Regions from separate parts of the Mus musculus genome. Here region 2 is linked to region 1. The links are chromatin contacts, called in public HiChIP or PLAC-seq maps. All regions are on one chromosome and are shown on one strand. The core of a region is the stretch at or near the end of the contact, and the rest is flanking DNA. Distances in the headings are between cores, read along the strand shown.

Evidence for each region. HiChIP or PLAC-seq counts read pairs in DNA pulled down with a chosen protein or histone mark.
Region 2: a FOXA1 HiChIP or PLAC-seq map of pancreatic cancer cells shows a contact between it and region 1. The contact joins two enhancer-like sites. A contact is called at or near these places in 2 of 39 promoter capture datasets (liver and stem cell-derived epiblast-like cells), 2 of 484 Hi-C or Micro-C datasets (CD8 T cells and embryonic stem cells), 1 of 115 datasets of contacts at active chromatin or transcription factors (pancreatic cancer cells) and 1 of 9 other capture datasets (pancreatic islet).

What each region holds. Positions count from the first base shown.
Region 1 is chr7:28,615,560-28,621,785 of GRCm38.p6, reverse strand. It overlaps Acp7 (acid phosphatase 7, tartrate resistant), which reads left to right. Exons shown (of 13, transcript NM_175319.5): 3 at 4,533-4,733; 4 at 5,123-5,305. Among named protein-coding and RNA genes, the nearest start is that of Acp7, 12 kb to the left of the region's middle. Within about 2 kb of position 2,430, at least 23 of the 459 cell types and tissues checked have an H3K27ac peak or open chromatin away from gene starts, as enhancers often do. A contact at or near this core is called in pancreatic cancer cells, where this site is marked.
Region 2 is chr7:28,833,971-28,840,033 of GRCm38.p6, reverse strand. Lgals4 (lectin, galactose binding, soluble 4) reads right to left here. Exons shown (of 10, transcript NM_010706.2): 1 at 5,808-6,063; 2 at 5,498-5,586; 3 at 4,003-4,207; 4 at 2,278-2,418. The coding sequence starts at 5,852. Among named protein-coding and RNA genes, the nearest start is that of Lgals4, 3.2 kb to the right of the region's middle. Within about 2 kb of position 1,998, at least 48 of the 459 cell types and tissues checked have an H3K27ac peak or open chromatin away from gene starts, as enhancers often do. A contact at or near this core is called in pancreatic cancer cells, where this site is marked.

The sequences.
Region 1 (6,226 bases), core at 1,181-3,680:
TGGAGGAGTACAGTTGCGTAGCTGACTGCACTTCCATAGCCTGTTGTCATCAGCTTCACGAATCCGTTAGGAAGCTGTTTCTGTGCAATTTTCTTTCCAACTCTCTGCAGTGTGTTGATGTTGTTTGTAGCCATATGCATGTATTCTCTTAAATTTTATTGTATTTAGGAGTATGCGTGCAAGAGAGGGAGAGAGGGAGAGAGAGAGAGAGGGAGAGAGAAAGAGAGAGAGAGAGAATATGAATATAATATAATATAATCCTGGACATTAGATGAATACTAAAAGATCACCTGGAGATGTGTCCTCTCTCACTGTTGTGCTAAATCCAATCCCCCATCCTCACCCCCCCCACCTTCCTGAACGCCATCTTTTTAGCTCCTGAGATGTCCTTTCTGTATTCCCTTAGTAGGTGTGAGCAGTGGCCTTCATAGCTCTATATCCCCATATGACTTTATGTTTTATGTCTCTGACACTCACTTCGTAGTCTAGGCTGATCTCAGACTTGTGAGCCTCCTGTATCAGCTTCCCAAGTGGAGGGCTTACAAGTGTGCACCACCATGCCCAGCTCATATATCTCTCTCCTCCTTCCCTCCCTCTCTCTCTCCTTCCATTTCTTCCTTCTCCCTCCTTCCTTTCCCCTCTCTCTCCCTCCTTCTCTCCCTCCCTTCCTTCCTCCCTTCTTCCTCCTCTCCCTCTCTATCCCCTTCCCTTCCTCTCTCCTTCCTTTCTTCTCTCCTTCACTCACTTCCCCCTTCCCCTTCTTCCTCTCTCCCTCCCTTTCTTTTTCCCTCTCTCCTTCTCTCCCTCTTGCCTCCCTCCCTTTCCCCCTCCTTTTCTCTCTCCCTCCCCACTCCCACCTCCTTCCTCTTTTGATTTTGTCAGGGTTCTCCCTAACTTGCTTGGGCTGTCCTCATCCCAGCCATCCTCCCAAGCCCTGGCCTACAGATGGGCTCCACTTCAGCAATTTCAGATTCCTGGTAGCCGAATCTGTGTCCTTAATGTCACAGACTCACTTGGTATTTTCACTATGGTTATTCCATTTGGTGTTTGGAGATAGCTGACTTGGAACTCACTGTGTGGCCTAGCCTGGCTTTGAACTTACAGAATTACAGGCCTCCTCCCCACCCTAGCTCTTCGTGGTATTTTGTTTGTTTATTGCTCGTGGAGGGCAGAGGACAGACTGCAAGAGTTGATCTCTCTCCTTCCACCATGGGTTCCCAGGATTGAACTCAAGCGCTTAGACTTCACGGCAAGCGTTTTTGACCAACTGAGCTTTATAGGGTTTCTCTGTGTAAGCCTGGCTGTCCTGGAGCTCACTCTGTAGACCAGGCTGGCCTTGAATTCACAGAGCTCCTCCTGCCTCTGCCCCAGGAGTGCTGGGATTAAAGGTGTGTGCCAACCTGGCCCGGCCTGATGGTGTTGCATCATTCTTTTTTTTTTTTTTTTTTTTTTTTAAAGAATTATTTATTTACTTTTTGTGACTACACTATAGCTGTATTCCAACACACCAGAAGAGGGCATCAGATCTCATTATGGATGGTTGTGAGCTATAATGTGGTTGCTGGGAATTGAACTCAGGACCTCTGAAAGAGCAGTCAGTGCTCTTAACCTCTGAGCCATCTCTCCAGCCCCTATGTAGCTTGATTCTTGATTTGAGAATCTGAATTACATAGTCCCTTCTTAGTCTTAAGAATTTTGTTGTTGTTTGTTTGTTTGTTTGTTTTTCGATACAGGTTTTCTCTGTATAGCTCTGGCTGTCCTGGAACTCACTCTGTAGACCAGGCTGACCTCGAACTCGGAAATCTGCCTGCCTCTGCCTCCGGAGTGCTGGGATTAAAGGCGTGCACCACCACTGCCTGGCTAAGAGTTCTCTTTCTTTTTAATAAAATCTATGTTTGTAGAGAAACCAGGTGTGATGGTATGTACCTTTAATCTAGCACAGAGAGGACAAGGACAGACAGATTTTAAATTTAAGTCCAGCCTGGTCTACCTAGCAAGTTTGTGGGAAGATTTGCTGTAGAGCCAGGAATGGTGACTGACTGCTGTTACCCCAGGGGAGGCAGCCTGAATGGCAGTTCGAGGACATTCTGGACAGCATAACGATTGCCAAGCTAACCTGGGGTGCAGTAGGAGACCCTGTCCCTCGTTGCAGACAGAGTGAATTTCACCATTTCCTCCTGTCCTATAGCTGCCCTTTGCCCTCCACTGTTTAATTGCCTCCAGATCCCTGTCTGGAACGCTCAGATGATATCATGAGTGTGCAATGTTGGCTGCAGGCTAGCACACAGAAAAGAAGAAAACAGAGACATTGACTCAGCCCATAAACCTCATTGTGTCGGACATTGTTGCGTGTTCTTTGCCTAAGGTTGTCTCTCCTAGTCACCAAAGGTGGCTGCCAGGGCATTCTCAGAATGCCAAACCTAAGAAGCTCCAGTCACCTCCACACAAAGGCACAAGACCGTAATAGTGTTTGCACAGAACCCCAGGCACACTCTAAGTCACCTTTGATGACTCAGTGCTCAACACAGTGGACTGGAAAGTAGATATTGCACTGTGACGCTCCTTTGTTTGTTTTGTCTTAATTTTAATTAGTTTATATTAATCATACATCAAAGCTTCATAGTGACGTGTTGTTTTTTTCTTTTCCTCTCTTTTTATTAATTTATTTTGTTGTGTGTGTTTGTGTGTGTTTGAGATTTATTTATTTATTTTATGTATGTGAGTGCACTGTTGCTGTCTTCAGACACATCAGAAGAGGGCATCGAAACCCATTTTAGATGGCTGTGAGCCACCATGTGGTTGCTGGGAATTGAACTCAGGACCTCTGGAAGAGCAGTCAGTGCTCTTAACCATTGAGCCATCTCTCCAGCCCCTACTTTGGTAGCTCTGGCTGTTCTGCAACTTGATCATAGGTCAGATTCGCCTTAAACTCAGATCCAGCTGCCTGTGCCTCCCGAGTGCTGAGAGTAAAGGCGTGTGTGTGCTCACAAGGCCATTCCACGCATGTATGGATGCATTTGGATCGCATTCACCCAGCACTCGCCCTCTCCTGCTCTATCCCCACCTGCAGGGGTCCCCTTCCTCTTCCAGCTAGTCTTTCTCCTACCTTTATGTCTTTTGGGCATTTGTGTGTGCATGCACATGTGTGTGTGTGTGTGTATGTATGTATGTGAGCATGTTTGTGCACATGTGTGCATGTGTGTGCATATGTGTGTGTGTCAGACCCGATGAGTTTCTTCAGGGTTGTTCACAGAAGCACGGGTGAAGGCTTGTTTGCAGGAGTATGAGAAGAATATAGATCCTGAAGGAAGGAAGGGCTTAGCCTAAGTGTGAGGTCCTCTCTCCTCCATGTTTGATTTTTTTTCTTTTCTTTTTTTCTTTTTAATTTTAAACAGAGCCTTCCTATGGAGCCCAGGTTAGCTCAGAATTTGTTATGTAGTCAAGGCTGGCCTAGAAATTCCAATTCTCCTGCCTCAGTCTCCTGAGTACTGTTATATGATGCTGAGTTTGCACCGAGAGCTTCATGGATGCTGGGCAGGTCCTCTACACACAGAGACGCGTCCCAGGCCCGCTCCTGAATATTGTTTTTATCATTTTATTTCACGTGTATGGGTGTTTTGCCTGCATATATGTCTATGAACTATGTACACGTCAGATGCCCTCAGAGACCAGAAAAGAGCATTATATCCCTAGGGACTGGAATTACAGACAGTTGTGAGCTGCCATGGGAACTGAACTCAGGTCCCCTGAAAGAGCAGCCAGCACTCTTTTTAAAGATTTATTTATTTATTATACATGTAACTACACCACTGGAGCTGTCTTCAGACACATCAGAAGAGGGCATCTGATCTCATTACAGATGGTTGTGAGCCACCAAGTGGGTGCTGGGTTTTGAACTCAGGACCTTCGGAAGAGCAGTCAGTGCTCTTAACCACCAAGCCATCTCTCCAACCCCCCGAATATTTTTATAAATTCATGTATTAGCTTGTTCGCGTGGGAGGGAGGCACACCCATGCCACAGTGCACATGTGGCAGTCAAAGGCCTTTGTTTTTAGACAAGGTCTCACTATGGAGCTCCGGAGGGCCTGCAGTTCCCCATGGAGACCAGACTGGCATTAAGCCACAGAAATCTGCCTTCCTCTTTGAGGATAAAAAGTTGCCCAGCTGATAGGACTACTTTTGGAGGCCATGTAGGTCAGGTCATAAGGATTGAGCCATTTTGATAATCTGTTTCTCTCCTAGCGGTTTTCAACTCATAGTTGGTTGAATTCCAGGACCTGGAACCCAGGACCCAGTCTGCCAATTGTATTTGTAGACATCCATGCTTCCGCAGAACCTTGTAGGATAAATAACCCTATTCTGTTTCACAAACGGGATAACTGAGGCGGGGTGGGGGTGGGGGGGCGAAGCCAGTCCCAAAGGAAGCCAGCTTGGAAATAGCGGAGGGGACAGGACCGAACAGCAGCTCTCAGTGTCACCCCATTCCTGCTTGATAACCTGTTGAGCCTCCTCTCTGATCCCTCTCTCCTCAGGGGAGCCAGGCACCATGACTGTGACCTGGACCACATGGGCTCCAGCCCGGTCTGAGGTGCAGTTCGGCTCGCAGCTGTCTGGTCCTCTCCCATTCCGTGCCCACGGCACCGCCAGGGCCTTCGTGGATGGAGGAGTTCTGCGGCGCAAACTCTACATTCACCGCGTGACGCTGCGGAAGCTGCAGCCGGGGGCTCAGTATGGTGAGAGGACCTGGGGTGGGCATGGGGGAGGAATGTTCTAGAAGCTATTGAGACCTGTGGCTGAGGCTGGGCTGGCGGCTCTTCTGTGTGGAACAAGGGATATGAGACCTTTGACTGGGTGCAATGACACAGGCCTGTGATCCCAGCACTTGGGAGGAGGCAGAACAATTCTAAATTCCAGGTCATCCTGGGCTACGTAGAAAGTCAGGGATTAGCCTGGGCTACTTGAGATGTCTCTGATATGATGATGACGACGATGATGATGTCGATGACGAAGATGATGCCCCTTATGTTTCCTCCCTCTCCAGCAGCCTGAGTGTAGGGCCTTGTGGGAAGGTCCTGGTCCCTGCCTTCCCACATGTCAGAAATCTGTTTTTTTCTTCCCTCAGTTTACCGTTGTGGCAGCTCTCAGGGCTGGAGCCGGAGGTTTCGCTTCACAGCCTTGAAGAATGGGGTCCATTGGAGCCCCCGCCTGGCTGTGTTTGGTGACATGGGGGCTGACAACCCGAAGGCCCTGCCCAGGCTACGGAGGGACACCCAGCAGGGCATGTTTGATGCAGTGCTGCACGTGGGTGAGGCACCGGCAAGGGTGCGCCTGGAGGCTGGCAGACTGGGTGCCCATAAGTCCTGGGCTAGAATACGCTGGGGCTGGCTCTGAAGGGGCAGGGCTAGGGGTTGAGGGTGGGGGCCGAGGCTGGACCCAGATGTGAGGTTCCTATAGATTTCAGCACTGACTTTCTAGTTTTTATTATTGTTTTTAGAGGTGAGGCTCATTCCAAATACACAGAAATGTTATAATTAAGATGAGTGGATATGCTAATGTGTGTCTGTAATCCCAGCAGTGGATAGGCTGAGGCAGGAGAGTTGCCCAGAATTTAATGCTAGCCTGAACAGCTTTAAAACAAAACAAAACAAAACAGAACAGAACAGAACAGAACAGAACAGAACAGAACAGAACAAAACAAAACAGCAACAGCAACAGCAACAACAACAACAAAAGCCAAGGGCTATGAGCATGGCTCAGTGGTAGAGCCCCTGCCTAGAATCCCCCAGTGAGGGGCTGGGGGCGTGGCTCAGTGGTAGAGCCCCTGCCTAAAAGCCCCCATTGAGGGGCTGGGGGCGTGGCTCAGAAGTGAGGCATCTTTGCCTAACATTCAGAGTATCCAGCGCTCAATCTCTAGCAATTAAAAAAAAAATGCCTAGGGGCTGGTGAGATGGCTCAGCAGGTAAGAACACTGATTGCTTTTTCGAAGGTCCTGAGTTCAAATCCCAGCAACCACATGGTGGCTCACAACCATCTGTAATGAGATCTGATGCCCTCTTCTGGTGTGTTTGAAGGCAGCAACAGTGTACTTATCTATAATAATAAATAAAAATCTTTTAAAAAATGCCTAAGAAAATCAGCATCAAACTAGATCTAGCTGTGTTGTTCTGAGAGCAAAGAAGATGTAGAGACAGGCTTGTCCTATGAGAGGGTCTGAGGTAGGGATCAG
Region 2 (6,063 bases), core at 749-3,248, 220 kb before region 1:
CCCCTCGTCTCCCCTTAGCCTAGGATCAGTCTGGAAAGTGGAATTCAGGAGGTAAATCTGGGCCTTGGTACTTCTTTCTAGGCCCATGATGACCAAAGTCCTGTCACCTATGCTTCACATACCCAACCCTAGAGCAAGCTGGAGTCGTGGGAGTCACAGAGATCCTGTTTAGCAGGCCCTCTGCTGTCTTCGCGGTTCAGCCTCTCTCGGAGCCACAGCTCTGTACATATGACCTGGACCCTGTCTGGACCCTTTCCCTCCTCCTCTTCCTCCTCTTCCTCCTCTTCCTCCACCTCCTCCTTCTCTTTTTTTCGTTGTTGTGGGTTTGTTTGTTTGTTCAGTTGGTTGGTTTGGTTTGGCTTTTTTGAGTCAGGGTTTCTCAGTATAGCTCTGGCCATCCTAGAACTCACTTTGTAGACCAAGGCATCCTCGAACTCAGAGATCCACCTGCCTCCACCTTCAGAGTGCTGGGATTAAATGGTGTGCCACCACCGCAGGCTCATCATCCTCATTTTTACTGTCTCTGTTTTCTCCTCCTTTTAATTAACTCCTATTCTGAAAGTTCTTCAAATCAATCAATCAATTCATTTCTCTGTCTCCATCCCCCCACAGTCCCCTTCCCAAAACACAAACACCAGGGTGTTGATCTGTGGCCCAGGCTGGTCTCCTTGCAGTGAACATTCTGCCTCAGCCTCCTGATGCTGGGATCACAGGCAGTAGTCACCATGCTGGGCTGGACTCCATATTTGGCATCAGCGCTCCCCCACCCCTACCCCACCCCCATGACAGTGTGTCTGTAACTTGTTCCGTCTCCCCTTCAGGTGATAAACTCCCCATTTTGATCCATCGACTTGTTGAAGAGCAGGCTGATCATTTTTTATTTTTAAAATATTTATTTACTAAATTTTCATGTATGTGCCTAAGTACACATCTGTGACCCCTGTGGGGGTCAGAGGAGGGCTCAGAGTCCCCGGAACTGGACTTACAAATGACTATGCACTTGGGAGCTGGCAACTGGACCTAGGTCCTTCTGGTTTATTCAAGACAGGGTCTCACTATTTAGGTCTGGCTGTTCTGGCACTCCCTATGCAGACTAGGCTGGCATTGAACTCACAGAGATCCACTTGCCTCTAGTTCTCCAGCACTGGGATCCGAGGTGTGTGCCTAATGGTTACACCTGCTCTTTACTGCCATCTCCAGCCCCCAGGCTGAGAGTTTCAACTTTCAGGCTTTTGTTGGTTAGTTGATTGGCATTAAAGAAACTGGGGAACTCATCCCTCACGCTACGTTAGCTTACTGTAGCTGAGCCAGGCTCCTAGCAGCTCACTGGGGCACTGTAGGCAGATGCCCACCCTACCATTAAGCAAGCTTCAGCTTGCGACATTGGGAATTGGCGTGCTGGTTTATTGCAGTGGGTGTGTGTCAGAGGCTCTGCAGGCTGCGTGCCTGGGTGTGGACCTTCTAGGACACTGGGTCCTATGTTTTCTTGACATTCAGATCTAGCTCTCCTGGCCAATTTCCAAGGCGATTGCATCCTATTGCCCTCTGAGCAGCCATCTGGTAGCCATGCTAGCTGATTCGAATGCCTGCCCTGCCCGCAGGTCATGTGATACCGTGTTACACCTTTTCCTTTACAACCGGATGGGGACCCAGTGGCAAGTCACCATGGCTTCGAGTTGCCCCAGTGACCAATGTATTAAGCAATCTGTCCTGAATTCGTTTACTCTTTATCTGCTTGTCTTTTCTTTTTCTTTTTCTTTTTTTTTTTAAGATTTATTTATTATATGTAAGTACATTGTAGCTATCTTCAGATACACCAGAAGAAGGTGTCAGATCTCATTACGGGTGGTTGTGAGCCACCATGTGGTTGCTGAGATTTGAACTCCAGACCTTTGGAAGAGCAGTCAGTGCTCTTACCGGTTGAGCCATCTTGCTAGCCCCTGCTTGTCTTTTCTTATCTCACTTTCTGACTCTAATTACACACCTCTTCCTGCTCCTGGAAGCCCTTTGGACTGAGTCAGCTCCTTCCTTTGGGTGTTCAGAACACCTTGTTAACCCTTTCCCTGAGCCTAACCCTCTGCCTGAACCTCCTTATCTAGACTCTGACCATCTCTCTGCCTGCACACACCCCCACCGGTCACTGTCTATCTTTCTGGTGGACTGTCTTGGTCACCACAGGGTCCCTGGACCCATTCCTTAAAGGGACCAGGAGTGGAAACAGAGACGGTGGCCAATGTGCGAACAGGTCAAAGAGACAAATGAAGAGACGTTCCATACCGGATATGGGGCTGCAGCTGGTTGGCCTCCGAGGAAGTTGATGGACTGAAGTTCCAGGTCCCCATCCACTTGCAGATGGGTGACCATCTGTACAGGTAACCGGTGCCCGTATTCATAGAAGGAATTTCCGTTCACCACGACCTGGGGGACAGAGACAAGGTGTCAGACATCAGCAGCCGCAGCTGGCAAGCAAATGTGAGGAAATGGGAATGGGATTGGATTTATTTATTTAGTGCATGAGCGAGGGCACGTGTGTGCATATATGTGCAGGTGCACATGTGTGCACATTTATGTGGAGGCCAAAGGTCAGCTGTGAGTGTTGGGCCTCAGTACCTGTCTGCCTTGGTTTTTTGAATTGGGTCTCTCGCAGTAGACTAGGCTGGCTGGCTCCTGTCCCTGCTCCCCTGAGCTTGGATTATAGGCATGGCCCAGCATGGCTCAGCACTCCAGTTCATTATGTAGATGGCAAGGATAGAGCCCAAGCTCACAGCCAGCGCTTTACTGACTGACCCAGCCCTAAGGGATCTTTTTGATTTGAAGTCCAATGTATTTGTTGAGTTCTAGGAGCGCCTCGCCAGCAGGAATTTTGGGACTCAGGGACCAGAGGTCAAACTGAAGTACAAAGTCAACTCACAGTGGAGGGAGAGAAAGAATCAGGCCCGAGGGTTTGTATTGGCACAAAAGAACTTGGCTTGTAAGGTCTGGTTCTGGCATGGCCCTGGCTGTGTGACCTCGGGTAAGTTACTTTACCTTTCTGAACTTTTATTTAAAACCTTCCAGAATGGGAGTTGCTCATATCTGAGTTTGTCAAGAGGATGGCAACCAAGCCAGGCAAGGCAGAGGCTTACGGCAGACTGGAAGCAGCCTGCTGGACTTGGTGTCACCCTCCGTCTGATCATCGATCTATGTGACAGACATGGATCCGGAGCCAGTCCTAGAGGACTGAGGACTTCCTGTATGCTAAGTGCTGGGTCTGGTGACATCAATGTGCCACACTCAAGCTGGATATGGTGTACACACCTGCAGTTTCAGCACTCAGAAGGCTGAGGCAGGAGACTACCAAAGCCTCAGGACAGTTTGGGCAAAGAAGTGAAATCTTAAATTAAAAGTTCCAAAAAAAAAAAAAAAAAAAAAAAAAAGACTGGAAGTTTGGCAAGATGGCTCAGCAGCTAGAGGCTCTCTGCGCTGAGTCTGACAACTGGAATTAGATCCTAGCATCCCCCCATAAAAAGTCAGGAGAGCCAGGCGAGCCTTTAATCCCAGCACTAATGAGGCAGAGAGGCAGGTAGAGCTCTGTGAGTTCGAGGCCAGTCTGTTCTATATAGTGAGTTCCAGGAGAGCTGGGCCTATATAGAGCATATATAAAGAATATAAAGAGAATATATAAAGAATATTAAAAAAATTAAAAGAGAGCTAGGGCTGTGGCTTTGTTATAGAGAGGGCACTTTGCATCTGCCCAGTATGCCCAAGGCTTCTGTCCACCAGGGTGGATGTCAGGGAGGGCAAGAGAGAAAGAGGGTTATAGGACAGTGGGGAGGCTGCAGGGAGGGAGGGCTGCAGACAGGGAGGGCTTCAAGCAGAGAAGGAGGGCTACAGGCAGGGAGGGGGCTGCAGGGAGGGAGGGGGCTTCTGGGGAGGGAGGGTTGCAGACAGGGAGGGCTTCAAGCAGGGAAGGAGGGCTACAGGCAGGGAGGGGGCTGCAGGGAGGGAAGGAGAGGCCCCCACCTTGTAGTGCTCAGGCATGACCATGAACACCAGCTCGAAGTGCTTGCCCTTCTGGAAAGGCATGCTCTTCTTCTTCTCTTCCTTGCCCCATTGTCCACTTTGCATCGTGTTGAAGACCACCTTGTCCCAGCCATCAAAGCGGGGATTGAAGTGGAAAGCAACATCCGCCCCATCATCCTGCCCCACAGCGAAGTTCACGTGGAACCTGGTGGGATGTAAGGCATGGTTCACAGTGCTGCCCGCCTGTGCATGGGGCCTGGTGGGATGTGAGTTATGGTTCACAGTGCTGCCCGCCTGTGCATGGGGCCTTCAGTAAGGAGTCCTGACTTCATCCTGACTGGGCACTCTTGACCCAGCTCACAGGGAGGTAGGGAGCCTGCGTTCCCTAAGAGTCTTGTGGCAACACCTCCTCTCTACCTCTCTTTCTCATCTCCCCTGAGCCTCTTCAATGATCAGGGCAAATCGGACTCCTTTCTTTCTTATATTGTTTTCTTTGGGAGGTTGAGGGGGTGATGTAGCCCAGGCTAGCCTCTAACTTGTGCCCTTCCTGCCTTAGCTTGCAAAGGGTTGGGATTACTGCTGTGCATCACCTGAGAGGGCAAGGGTTTTTGTCCCCACCCTCTCTGCTCCTAGTACTAGGCATGGTGTGGCTAGCCAGGGCTACATGGTGAGACCACTGCCTCAGAAACAAAACAAAACCCACAAAAAAAAAAAAAAAAACAATGTGAAAGGTGATTGAGGTGACACCAGAAGTTGACCTCTGGTCTCCACATGCACACAGATGCACCTGCACATACACCTACACACATGGGCACACACACTTGTGCACACATATGTGTGCCCACACACAAACACAAAGGTGGATGATGCCTGAGAAAGACATTTGAGGTTATCTTCTGTCTCACACAAACATGCATGTACACACACATGTACATATACTCTGCACACACATATATACCAAGCTGAACCATGGAAAAAGCCAAGCCTTAGTGGAATTGCTCTTTTGCACACTGAAACCTGACAATCATCCCATTTTACAGATTGGAAGCTGAAGTACAGAGATGTTCAGTAGCAATCTGAATCACACAGTGGCTGAGTACCCTCCACACACAGGGGACAAGGGAGGTGACCTCAGGGCATGGCTCTGACCTTGTGATCTGAATTAACTCTCAAGTCTGTCACTTCAGGGTATTGTCCCAGTCATAGAGCCACCTCTTGTAGTGACCCCTTCCTGACTTCTCTTGGCCAATCTTGATATGACCCGCACAGCCCTTAGTCTACTAGCCCTCCACTGCTTCCTTCCTTTGCTCACTTCCTAGGTTGGGGTCTCCCTGTTCATTTCTGTCCCCATAGGCCATTTGTACTCCACAAGCCACCAGAGGAACCCTGTGAACAATGGACTCTCAGCATATTTCAAACCACCTGGCATCAGAGTTAGGGAAGGCGAAGGCCCCTCCCTGGGGTGAGCGGGGAAGTGCGCTGGGGACTGTCTCACCGTCTCATGTTCTCTTTGGCCATTCCTTGGATGTAAACGGACATCCCGACACTGAGGCCACCTGGGATGGGTCTCTTGTAGGGCAGAGTCTGTAGAAGGGACCAGGTGAAGAGCCTCAGAGGTTGCCTGCCAGCCACAACCCTTTCCTCTCACCCCAAAGACTCTCAGTCCCTTAAGCGGGGGAGATGAGACTTAGGGTAAGGAGCTAAGGATATGGGTCAATAGGAGAATACTTGCCCAGCATAGCAAAGGGAGAAAACGAGAAAATGGGGCTGGGGAAGAGAGGTGTGGGCTCAGGTGGGCATCTCACCGGATTGTAGGTGGGCTGGTAGCCCGGTGCTGGAACATAGGCCATCTTGAGAGTCTGGGCTGATAGCTTGCCTGGAGAGAAGAGATGTGTGGGAAGTGGTGGCTGGCTGCAGGTGGCCCTTATACTAGAGGGAGTGGCTGGCAGGGGAGAGAGTACAGGAGGTCTCTCTGGTGGAGACTTCTAGGGCACACCCTTGTCTCCCATCCTAGCAGGGATGCTGACCCTCTTAGGGCCCAGACAAGGAGGAAGTATTTCT